Linked DNA regions of Anser cygnoides: region 1 is linked to region 2. A link is a contact called in public Hi-C data. All regions are on one chromosome and are shown on one strand. Each heading gives the region's core, a stretch centred on a gene start, on an enhancer-like site or on the middle of the called end of the contact. The rest is flanking DNA. Distances are from core to core; before and after follow the strand shown. Region 1 overlaps CAMK1D (calcium/calmodulin dependent protein kinase ID). Region 2 holds the start of CAMK1D (calcium/calmodulin dependent protein kinase ID).

Region 1 (6,401 bases), core at 1,203-3,702, 80 kb before region 2:
GTTGTGATCCTCCTCATCGCCTGCAGGACATGGAAGAATCAGGGCAGAAGACAGACTGAAGGTATGAAACAGCTCCACTATGAGAAATTACTGAATAAACTGGGTCTTTTCAGCCTCTTCAGGAATGGACAACTGAGAGGGACAGAATTAAGCTCTGAGAGGAGGAGGAGGGCAAATGCCGCTGTTCCTTCCAGTGCAATGATGAGGTGATGGCAAATGAAGGTAGCAGGGACCCACCACCAAGCAAACTTCATGCAACTTTCTGTGTGACACAGTGGATGTTAACAGGGATTGAAAAAAAAAAAAAAGGACTGGAAAAATACGAGCAATAAAATCCATTCCAGACTACTAAGTGCACAATTTGTGTCTCCGAAAATGCCTGCGCACATCTCTCTGAATGCTAGAGGAGTGCTCACAGTATGATAATAATTACATTATTGTCAAACGCTGACCTATGCTTTCCATCCCAGACATCTGGCATTGGCTGCAGGGATGGGGCATGGGACGAGCTGCATTTTTGGTCTGACCCAGGACAGCTGTTCTTACAGTCTATTAATGTGGTAGAGCCAGCAGCAGCCGACAGCAGCTCAAGTAACAAATGGGCATGTGAAACACTGGGGAGTCAAGCCCATCGCAGACACAAAGAGGGACATCTTTAGGGTTAACCCATGGCAAGAGCAAGGATGTGTACCGTAGCGTGTAAAGTACTGTCCAATTCCAGTGAGACCATTTTCATCCAAGTAGCCCAGCCAGGATACCTAGAAGTAAATACAGCCTATGACTTGAGAGGAATTAGAAGAGCAGAGAATTATGAGGTGTCCAGGGAAAACACAGCTTTGAAAGTTTATCACACACCTGTGGAGGAAACAGCCTTTGTTATCTTCTTGAACTGATTTCTCTCAAATAAATGTAACCTCTGGCTGCCTCTCATCCGGCTAACTGTGTGATGCACCTTTTACTGCCACTGCAGATAGCAGCGGTCTCTTCTTTGCAGGATTAGAGGGAAGATGCCACTAATTAAAATAAAGGTCACATCCCAAGACTTAGTTATAACATCTTAAATGGAATGCAGCAATTCTCCTTTGCATCCTTTCAGTTACAAGGGACCCAAACTTCAAAATTTCTCATGCATTTATCCTTACAGCATCCCTACAGGATTAGGCAGTGCTGTCACTCATATGAAATATGTGGGAACTTGGGCAGAGAGCGCATAAAGCAGACAAACCCAGGTCCCCCCAGTCCAACGCCCACTATTTAACTAGAAGAGCATCTTCACATGTTGCTGGATCACAGAGGACCCAGACACAGCCTTTTTTCACCCTAGGTGAAAAAAAAAATTGCTTTAGCTCTCCTTTCCTCCCATATCACAGGCAGCTGTCCCAAAATGCACAACATCCATGGAAAGGGCTGAAGCTTAGCTCTTCCCCTGAAAGGCAATCCAGTAAAAAAGCTGGCAGTGTCTGCCATCTCACCATGAAAATTTAGAATTTCAGAAGTGCTTCTTGCTTTCTACACCACACATTACTAAATCCACAGTAACCAACAACATTGTCAAGCCACCGAGTAGGACAGTTAAATAAACTCATTTACTGGGGCCCCATGCCTGACAGCAAATCCAGTTTCCTAACTTTAGTATAGACACCTTGGGTGAGCTGCTATCAGAGTCTTTATAAGGAAGCAAATCTTTTCACTTTGTTGACAAAAGCTTCAGAGTAGCATTTATTATACACGAACAGTAGCAGGTGTTCATATTTAACTTGTTTTTGTGGGTTTTTTAAGCTTGAGATGCATATAGTGATTGAGAATTACTGTTTATTCATTTCTGTGTAATAGGAGAAGCAGCATTTCATCTGTCTCATCCATATTTAATAGCTCCAGGCACAACAACCATGAAAGGTCTATTTTTCTCCCACTAGGGAAAATATTATTATTATTACTACTACCATGACTACATTTATATTCTGAAATTATTCAACCCTGGCTTTCTGCATTATTTCTAAGTTATCTGTGGGCCAGGTCCTTTGCTGGTACTTACCCGTGTTACCGTGCTGATGGAGCTATACTGATTTGTGGTACGCTGAATCATGTCGGGTAAGAACAGAGTCAATTTCAAGCTCCTTGCCAGTGTAAGCCAGATGATTGAATTTTGCTGCCCCCAGGAGGAGCAGGGACCCTCGGAAAAATACATATTTGCTGCTCCTGCTGTTACCAGGAAGGTGGTTTAGGGAGGTATCTGCTGCCTTTGGAGGCCCACTCCTGTGCCCCAGGACAAGCTCCATCAGGTGCATTGCCACACTTGCCAGTCTTGGTGCACACAGAGTAAATGGTGGGGCCAGGAACAGTCTCTGGCTGCTGCTCCGTATTTCACCTGTGCCTACAGCAGACCCTTGCTCCCACGACGGCACGTACAAACAAAGGACGGTACCTAATTTCTCCCCAATATAGCTTAAGGTCCGCTCTACCAGCTCCAGTAAAACCCAGGCTGTGCACAGCCCCACCGATCCCAATTCCAAAATCAGATGCAATCCCAGTGAACTGGGGGCATCCATCCACACATCATCCAGAGAATCACAACAGCCTGGGCTAACCAACGGTCCTGAGTGTCATTTATCTAGTTAAGCACAAAAGGAAGGAGATAAAATCATGCAAGTGGGTTTTTGCCTTCCCAGCAATGTGAGGACCTCAGCGAGCTCCAAGGAAACCTCTCCTTCCTCGCCCCCAGTGCGCCTAACAAACAAGGAGCGGTTAAGGCAATGTGGGTTTTTCCGGGTATTTGTTCCTGGGAAAAAAGTCCCCTGTTAGCATGCCCTTAACATGTTAATCGCTAAACTGTCAAGGCCCCTTTCCCCAGGAGGTTATGTGTTCAGGCTCAGCCAGGGTCAGCAGCCCCCAGCATATGACCGTTGGCAATGTTTACTCAGTGAGAAACAAATTTGATGGATTTGACCCAGGCATGTGCTCACGCTGCAAAACCCAGGGGCATTGGCTGGCACCAGCTGTACACGGGCAATGCTGGTGGGGAGCTGCAAACACCCGGGTGGCTTCACACGGGAGGTTTGTCCTTCCTCGGGCAGGGCTGGTGAGCGCTGATGGCACAAAAGACGGACCTGGAGTGGTCACCAGCAGGAAGCTTTATGCCTCCAGAGTTGTCTGGTTCATCTTAACTCCAGTTCAGGAAGGGAAAAATCAACCCCCAAATTCCCAGCACATTTTTGTTCATATGCCTAAAGGAACAAAACAATCCTATGCTCAGCACGTTCAGGGGCTGAAGGTCACGACGAAGAGGATACATGTAAAGAAAGACATGTTTTTTTCCTATTACTTGCAATTTGGAGATAGAACAATGTTGGGAGAGGGAACACACGTTATCCCCTTTCCTCTGCATGTGCAGTTCTCATTAGGGCCAAACAGGAAGTTAATTTTGTAGGAGGCTACAAGCCAACATGTGCGATAAAAGCCCAAGGAAACATAACTCAGGTCAGCTTACATTTGGCTTAACTTAATCAGAAAGCTCAGCCCTCTGCAGCATTACCCCATAGACCGAGGTGGGCAGGGACCTCTGGGTCCATCTGGTCCCACCCCTGCTCCAGCAGAACCACCCAGAGCAGGGTGCCCAGCACCACATCCAGGTGGCTTTTGGAGATCTCCAAGGAGGAGACCCCACAGCCTCTCTGGGCAGCCTGTGCCACTGCTCCGTCACCCACACAGTAAAGACGTGCTCCTGATGTTATCTGGGAGAGCATCCAGCCTGGGAGAGGATGCAGCAGCAGCGTGGCTCTTCAGGGACCCACAGACCAGTCCTCTCCCAGGACTGCCCAAGCGATAGGTCTCAGCGTGCAGGGGGACACTAATTAATTGCTCGCTCCGGTGTTTTCTCTGTGCTTAGCATAAGGCATCTAAGGTTTCTACATGAAGAATCAATATGTTGCTCCGGGTAAAGTCAAAGGGAAAAATCTCAGCTGAGTTCAACGAAAGCAGAGCCATCAGCTCTCTGATGCCTTTTCCATCCTTCCTCCCCACAGCAAACTGGCAAGCACAATTCTTCTGGGATCGTCTGGGTGAGCTTTCTGCCACCCCGATGTACTGCACATCAGTGTTACCTATGTTGTCCTCGTCTGTAGCATCTGCGATGCCTTCCTCGTCCCAGCTGCCTCCCAGGTGGCTCCCTGCAATTACATTCCTAATTGTACCACAATGGGGCTCTCCCTGGGACAGCACACTGCTGTTTAATTCATAAATGTCAATTTGGAGGCACAATGCAATGAGAAATCACCCACATCAGAGGCAGAGCAGTTCCCACTTATGAATAGGTAAGGAGACAACAAAAATAATTAAGCACTTAACAAAGAGAGAGGATGAGGGAATGCAGACAGCCCTTTAATGCACCTCTTCCAAATTTTACACATGCTTGATTTTCTTCTGCTTAAATCGAAGGGGACCGAGGTAGCTGAGTGGCAGTTTTAATATCAGACATGATACTGCACAGCCTCTGCTTGTTTGGGAACTTATTTAGTATTTAAATCTCAATTAACCAGTAAAACTGACTTGACATTTAAAAATCTAAACAAAATGTTTCAAGTGTAGCTCTTTAATAAGTGTCTGTAAAAGCATCTTCTTATTCCACGAACCTACTCATTCTTTGCATCCTCAAGAACACTTCCAAGCAAGATATAAAAATAACAATTAGGATTTTGTTGATTTTTACCCCCATTTCTTTTGCATGGTCAGTCCAACTAAACAAGAGTTAAATTCTGTCCCTCTTGTATATCAGCAGCAGATCAGCCGCAGAGATACCTGAGCTAGATACGAACTAGAAAATACTTGTTTTGCAAGAGAAGAAAATCAGCTCATACCAAGATCTGCATTGCCAAAGCTACTGCTTTCAAGCTATCTTGTGCTTTCATACAGCTGATCCCAAGTGACATAAAACACGAGAAGAGGGCAGATGCCCAGAGCACCAGCTGGGGAAAAGGGGAAGGAGAAGCTGCAGGGTGCATCCTCTGTTCTGGCAGCAGAGCCCCTTGAGCTATCACCGCTTGTCAGCTATGGAAATCCCAGCCTGCGTTTCTAACAATTTTACAGCACAAATACAATCATCGAGAAAAAAAAAATCTCTACAGGTTTCAAGCCTCTGTTTTTCCAAGTTTCCCTCTAAATGCTACGCAGGGTGAGTAATTCTGCCAGGGGCTTGCCCTCTCACCCATACACTGCAAAGCGTTAATGGAGAACACCCCCAGCGTCCTCTTGCCCTGCAAGGGGAACACTTAACTGCTCACCCACACTCAAAAAAAGAAGTTAAGTCCAGCAGAGCAAGAGGAACAAAGCAGGTCATAGCGTCTTCCCTTCTGTCCATCTACTGTAGAAAATACAGGCACAGTCAACACTGCCTGTGGGTAAGAAGAGAGGAGCCACCATGCTGGGCCAAACCAAAGGACAGTCTAGCTAAATACCCCCTAGCTTGTAACTAATGGTAGCATTAAATAAATAAATAAATAAATAAATAAATAAATAAATAAATAAATAAATAAATAGAAAGATAGAGAAAATATAGGGAGACTCCTGATTCCCTCCCCTACCTTCCCCCAACCAGCCAAGCAACCTGCTGTAGCTCCCCAGAGAAAAGCCGTGTAAAAACACAGCCTCAGCTGGTGCCAGCTGCATGCCATTGACATTAATGGGTTTGTTTGGCTTTATATCAGCTGATGGTCTTCCTCTTCTCCCTCTTGGTCCTCACAGATTTTCTGATCCCTGATATACAGGGATACATAATTTCTGCTCTACCTTCTTGATCCATAAAGAAGGTGGAATTTGTTGAGCTAGTGCTGTGCCACTGCTTTGTGTCCACACCAAAGAAAGGTGTGAGCATCACCACAGGGCTGTGACAAAGTATCCAGCACTGGAAAAGCTTCTTTCTAACCCTCATTACATAGATATTGGCTTATTCCTTCAAGATGGGCCTTTCTACGCTTTGAAATCCCTTGGGTTGTTCTGATCCCTGCTAGTGTAAGGTGTCAGAAGACATAGCATGGGACACACTAGAGGCCTTCAGCACCAGGAGCACACTGCACACAGCTCTGAACAATGTGCTTCTTCATCCTGCTTTGGAGAAAGCACCTGGGTTTATTCCCAGAAAAAGCCAAGTCCATTTTACATCTCTCTTCGTGCCACTGTGTCTATTCCAGCTGCCCTCGCAACAAAACACTGACACCAGTGTGAGCTGAAGGAAGAAACTGAACCCATTTGGAGTCACTACTCCAAATTTCGACTTCCTTGGGATTATTCCTGTAGGCAGCTTTTACCCCTCTGTGTGTCCTGCCTGTATTGTCACGTGCAGGAATTATTTTGGGTGTGAAACACACAAGGGCCTTCCTCAGACCCACATGCTGGTGGCATCCCCGGCT
Region 2 (6,125 bases), core at 2,334-4,833:
TTCCACCTCTGCTTGTATTGCCCTTCCCTGATGTCTGCCTTAAATCCTTTCCTCCATCCCTCTTCCCACTTCCACAGTCACCAGGGAAGCTGAGACGTAAAAGCAAAATTCTCTTTGTGAGGGAAAATAAAACAAGAATTGTGCCTGTGGGAGGCTGCAGCCATTCCCGGGGTTCACTACCACCTGAGCCAGATGCATCGCTGAGAAATCCTTTAGGAAACCCTACTGCCACCAGCACCGAGCAGAGCAAACAGCAGGGACCTCAGCCACCGAAGGAAGCATTTCTTTGGGTGTAAAAGGCTACTTTCCTGCTTCTGGAGGTGATGTCCAATTCAGGATGCTTATTTCATTATCAATATGGCTGGACATGACTTACAGAGACATGTAAATAATTAATTCCTGCTGTAATGCTGCTCTGGAAGAGAGCTGGGTACTCATCAGAGGTTCCTTGAAGCACAAATGGTATCATGATTAACTGAGTTACGATCTTTTTAATAATTCCAGCAATTTCATCTCTCCACATGCTAGAGATCTAGTAAAACCCTTTTATTCAAATGAAAGATTCCTTTCAGAGAGCAAATCATTAATAGAGTACACACACAGATTAAACGTTCACAAATCCATGCACTTGACATAACATGTTTTTAAAGTTTCTCTTTGACTTTTTTTTTCCCTGATTTAGGGGTTTGGGGCTTATTTTACTGTAGCTGATCACAGTGAGTTAAGACAGCTGCAGAGACTCGAGGAAAAAGGGCTGCTTTTCTGCTAAAGGTGCTGAGAGGGAAGGCGGCAGGGCAATGCAAAACACAGCCACAACCCTAACCCAGCACACCTCAGCCAAGACTCCAGGTTTTTCACTCCGAGCCCCAGCCATGCTAGAGAAAAATCTATTAACTGATGAGATCGACTGATGCATGTCCAACGCAGTTCTGCATTACACTGCAGGAGGGATCAAAGCAGATTTTATCCCTGCTCCTAAATAAAGCTAGAAGAAAGCTTTTTGGTCCAGATGCTCTAAAGGTATTTAGACTTTTGCTTAATTCCTCTTTTTTTTTTTTTTTTTTTTCCTATCGATAACTCTGAATGTGTCCTAGGGTTCGAGCTCCCCTGTATCTGCTGCGGGGGTCAGTGAACAGACCTTCGCTGGCCTCAGTGGGAGCTGAAGAAATCCTTTAATGATTTGCACAGTAATGGCCTCGATTTCTGACAAGTTTCACAGCAGATCCGAAACGCACATCCATGTCTCCTTATCTGCCTGGTCTGCCCTCGGTGACTCAGGAACACACAGCCAGAAGGCGACTGAGGTGTAGGCTGGTAAATGCACCTACACCCAGAAATAATGTCCCTGTGAATGGGAAAAGGGACAGATCTGCCTCCTTTAGACAGGTACAGGGCTGTGATGCAGTTATTTTAATTTTCTGAAAGTTTCTATGCTGACTGTTAGGTCAAGTTTTAAAGCCTTACAGCTTGCCCTCTCATCACGAAGGCCTGGCTACGATGATGTTTAAGAGTGCGAGGCACTAAATGGTCATGGTGAGTGGATTTCATTTGCAGCAGCCATCCCAATGTGCGCAGCGATGAACTCTGCCCAGCTCCACCTACCTTGGGACCTACACCTGATCCTGTCAACTCCAGTGGGATACCCACCAAGTCCACAGCATTAATTCTGTCTGGACCTCTCTAATGGTGCAAGTTAACCCTCACAGATGCTTCATACACCACAAGTGGGAAGATAACACGGGGCTGTGTGATGGGAACCACAGCAAGCTGTCCTGCTGCTCCCACAAGTCTCCTGGCGTTAGGACTTGCCTCTCCTACACCCTTGAGCTCAGGAAGGTGCTGAAGGTGACAGGCAGGGACACGTCTCTCAGGGACACCTCACCCTGCATCTTCAGAGCCCTGGGCAGGCACGAATGTCACCAGCCGGGCGGTGTTTCCACACCGTGCTCACCCCCACACGGGTGCGTGACCCCCCCCCTCCAGATGAAGCACCCAGCCCGCTTCTCACTCGCACTTGGTGTGCAGGAAATCAGCAGAAGCAGAAATACTCTGTTTGTAGAGAGCCCTCCCTTGGAAGCAGAAAGAAACTGAAATATTACGGCCGAAACTTGTTCAGCCGTGTTTTGGAAGTGGCACGCGGAGCACAAAACGCGCTGCTTGGGCTCGGCGATGCTTTACTTAGAGACGTGCTCGAAGTTGAATTTACACCGGGGGGGACATGGCGATAAAGCACCCGTCCCATACAACCCAGCGTTCACGTCCTCGCCCACCCACACGGCAGCCCGCACCCTGCCCTTCCCCAGCAACCGCGGCTCTCTGCCTCTACAACATCCGACGAGCGAAAATTTCTCTCAACAGAAATAAAACTCCCCGCTCAGCCAAAAAAGCATCAGCCTGCACCCTGCTCCCTTCCACCATCTGCGCATGTTTATTCTGAGCCTTCCGAAAAAAAAAAAAGAAAAAAAAAAAAAACTCCAACGTTTTACTAATCTTTATGCCCCGCCACTATAAATAACAGAAATAAAGCCCAACAACAGTTAAGCATCGTAGCTAAAGCACATCCAATCCACTCCGATTATTTCTGCTTGTCCGTCCACGAATGGATGCAGCCATCAGCTTTAGGGGACAGCATGCAAGTCAGACCGCATTTATTTACAGTGGCACCGTCAAGAAAAAGCCTTTCCCCATCTCCCTATCCTATTAACATTTTAAACCGGGGGGTGGGGGGGGGTCTTTTTTTTCTTTATTTTTTTCTTTATTTTTTCTTTTTTTCCTTTCTTTTTTCTTTTTCCTTTTTCTTTTTATCTTTTTCCCTTTTCTTTTTTTCTTATTTTTCTTTTTTCTTATTTTTTTCTTTCTTTTTTCTTTTTTCTTTTTCTTTTCTCTTTTTCTTTTCTCTTATTCTTCTCTTTTTCTTTTTTTTTTCTTTCTTTTCTCTTTTTGTTGTTCTTTTTTTTTTATTATTTAATTTTTTTTTTGGGGGGGGGTAGCCCAGCCGCCTGCCCCGCAGCCACCCTCATCCCTCACCTCCTACCAACCCCCCCCCCCGGTGCCGTTTGTCCCGGGATTCCCAAACCTCCCCGGCTCGGTGCCGGGCGGGATGCTCGGAGCGACCCCGGCGGCAGCCCCCGCGCAAATCCCCCCCGCGCAAATCCCGCGCAGCGCAGGGACGGCGCCTCCCGGCCCGCTCCGCTCCCCGCCACCTACGTCCCCAGCGTCTCCTTGAACTCGAAGATCTTCTTGATGTCCTCCGCCTGCTTCTTCCAGGAGCCGCCGCCGTCCCCGTTCTCCCGGGCCATGGCCGCTCCGCGCAGCCCCGCGCAGCCCCGCGGATGCCGGGCGGCACCGAGCCGCCTGCGGCTTTTGCTTTCTCTTCTGAGAAAGCAGCGGCTGCTGCTGCTGCCTCTGCCGGCTCTTCCTCCTCCTCCTCCTCCTCCTCCTCCTCCTTCTTCTCCTCCTCCTTCTCCCCTTCCTCCTCCTCCTCCTCCTCACACTTCCTGCCCGCCGCCGCTTTTATTTCCTCCGCGCTCCGGCGGGCTCCACGAGTGCCACTTTTCCTGGGCTATTTCCTCCCAACTTTCTCTGCCCCCCCCCCCCCCCTTTCCCCTCGTCCTCCCCCCCTCCCCCCTCGCCCCTCCCCGTGCCACCCCCGGGGCTGCCCCGTGTCCCCCCCCGCCTCCTTCAGCACCCTCAGGGACACTTTGGTCCCCCCACTCCGGGAGGAAAAGTCCCTTTTTTTTTTTTTTTTCTTTTTTTTTTCTTTTTTTGAGGGAGGTCACTGATTCCCCCCCCCCCCCCCCTACCCCCCCGCTGTCCCCAAGCAGGGCGTGCGGGGGCCCCGTTGGATGCTCCGAGCCTCCCGGGCGCGGTGCGGCTGTGCGCGGTTGTTATGGCAATGGGAGGAGGAGGAGGAGGAGGAAGAAGAAGAAGAGGGGGAGGAAGAAGAGGAGGAGGAGGAGGAGGAGGAGGCAGCCCCGCCGCTGCTCTGCTGCCTGGCGCTGCCCCTCCTGACTGAATGACTGGAGATAATTCGCATTGCACCAAAACCGCGCACGTCAAACGGGAGGGGAGGGAAAGCAAAGAGATAAAAAAAAAAAAAAAAAAAAAGGGAAAGCGGGGGAAAAAAAAAATAAAAATTAAAAGCCACACCGCAGGCGGCCGGGCGGGGTGGTCCGGAGCTGCGCGGGGGATGCGCGGGGATTGCGCGGGGATTGCGCGGGGGATGCGCGGGTTTTGCGCGGGGTTTGCGGTGCCCACCGTGAGCGCAGCCGCCCCGTGGGGGCCAAAAGTGGCCCCCAGCCCCTTGCCCACCCCGCAGCGGGAGCGAGGGGCAGGATGCGCCCCCGGTGACACGGCAGAAATACGCGCTAAACCCGTGGGTAGGTTTCCCGTTAATGTCTTGCAAATAGGTAAAGCGCAAAAAAAAAAAAAAAAAAAAAAAAAAGTGGATTTCTCCTCCAAGTTGGGAAGTAAAAAGGCAGGTGCGGACCCACGGGTGTTTTTGGGGGCGGCTCAAACCCTTGGTCATCAAATGAGGCGGCTGAAAATGAGGCGTGACACGACTAAATATTGCATCGACTCGTAAACAGATGTGAATGCGCGCCTAACTGCTTAAAATGTGCCGTGTCCTTTCACAGAGTCCTTAAAATCCCACTTTGGAAAGGGATTTTCCGGACCGCTCATCATTTATGAGCACGGGAGCTTTCCCCTGGGGCTCCCACTTCCACGCGGGTTTGGAGCCTGGGGGAGCTCAGCCGGGTGGGGAGGTGTAAATTTGGGGAAAACACCGAGGCAGGCCGGGGTGTTTGGGCAATGCTACCCTCTGCTGGGCACAGGCACACGGCTGAGCGTGTGCCAGCTCCTGCATTAATTAGTGCCCTCTCTAATGCAATGCTTTGGTGGCCATCCCGCCCCATGGGTGGCCCAAATCGCTTGGGATTCCCTGCGATGGGTGCTTGTGTGTTGTCCCAGTATGTTCTTGGAGCAGCCAAACCTTTCCTTCTGCTGCTGGCTTACCCACATCCTCCTGCTCCCCATGGGGATCCCCTTCGTCCCATCAGCCTTCCTTCCCCGTGTCCGTGTCCCCAGGGATCCCCAAGCTGGTGGCCCCCGCCTGAGAAGTGATGGGGGTGGGACAGACCCAAAAAGATGCAGCCGACACCGAATAATTTTCCCTCCAACCCACACCAATGTTGTATTTTCTCCCTTTTTCACAAGATAATAAATCACTTGGGGTCAGAAATGCCATGTTGAGATTTTTGGGGTTGCTGAACGGGGCTGCCAAAAGTAACCTGCTGTCCTTGGGAGAAAATTGAGACAATCTGAGGCCAAAAGGGGCAAAAGCGATCATCTGCCCTGACCTCCAGCCTGACAGAGGCCGAAGGGTTTCATCAGTCCATGAGGCTGGTGCCATAATTTATCCTGGAGCCGTGGCATAGCCAAACCACTCACTGCCATTATTTCTGAAGTCGTGTTTGCCCGTACAGCATCATGCTATAATCTCACTGCCCAGGCAGCATCGCCCGCTTTGCCATTCTAACTTTCAGCACACAAAAATTTTACCTAAAATTACCCAAATCCTTGCCCGTGCTGCAATTTCTAAGCATAATGCCAGCCTGTAAATCTAAGTTTTCTTTTCCCAATTTAGCCCGCGCTTTTAACATCCCATAAATATGCTTTTTTGTGTGTGTGTGCGTGATAACTTGTATTTGAAATAACCAGTAATGTATAAAATCTCGGGAGCCATTGCACTTTTAATGAGAAGCGGAGGAGACACTCCTATTAGGAAGGGCCCCCTGGCACAATAGATGGTAACGGCCCCTTTAGAGTCATTACTGTCTGTCACGTCAGGCTGTAATTTTGCTTGATTGACAGTCTTCTGCAGAGCCATTGTGGAGCACTGAGTTATTTGAAGAACAGGTATTTAAAAAAAAAAAAAAAAAAAAAAAAAAATCGTTTAAGAAAACTTCTCTCTGTAGCAGGGCGTGTGGCAGTGAAGTGGCTCCGGATGGCTGTATCCAGTATTTGATTACTTACAACCAGATTACAAAACATTAATATAGTGGCAACATGAAGCACACAGAAATGCAAAAATCACGATTGCCGAGGAGACATCAGTCCCGTCC

Evidence for each region. Hi-C and Micro-C count contacts between places; a contact is called where the count stands out from the background.
Region 1: a contact with region 2 is called in a Hi-C map of liver, with 1.8 times the contacts expected there. The contact joins the enhancer-like site here to the promoter of CAMK1D in region 2. A contact is called at or near these places in 2 of 7 Hi-C or Micro-C datasets (both in liver).

The regions. Positions count from the first base shown.
Region 1 is chr1:6,936,387-6,942,787 of Taihu_goose_T2T_genome, reverse strand. The region is part of intron 1 of CAMK1D (calcium/calmodulin dependent protein kinase ID); the gene reads right to left. Among named protein-coding and RNA genes, the nearest start is that of CAMK1D, 79 kb to the right of the region's middle. Within about 2 kb of position 2,452, at least 2 of the 3 cell types and tissues checked have open chromatin away from gene starts, as enhancers often do. A contact at or near this core is called in liver, where this site is marked.
Region 2 is chr1:6,857,733-6,863,857 of Taihu_goose_T2T_genome, reverse strand. CAMK1D (calcium/calmodulin dependent protein kinase ID) reads right to left here and starts at 3,583. Exons shown (of 11, transcript XM_048062699.2): 1 at 3,208-3,583. The coding sequence starts at 3,299.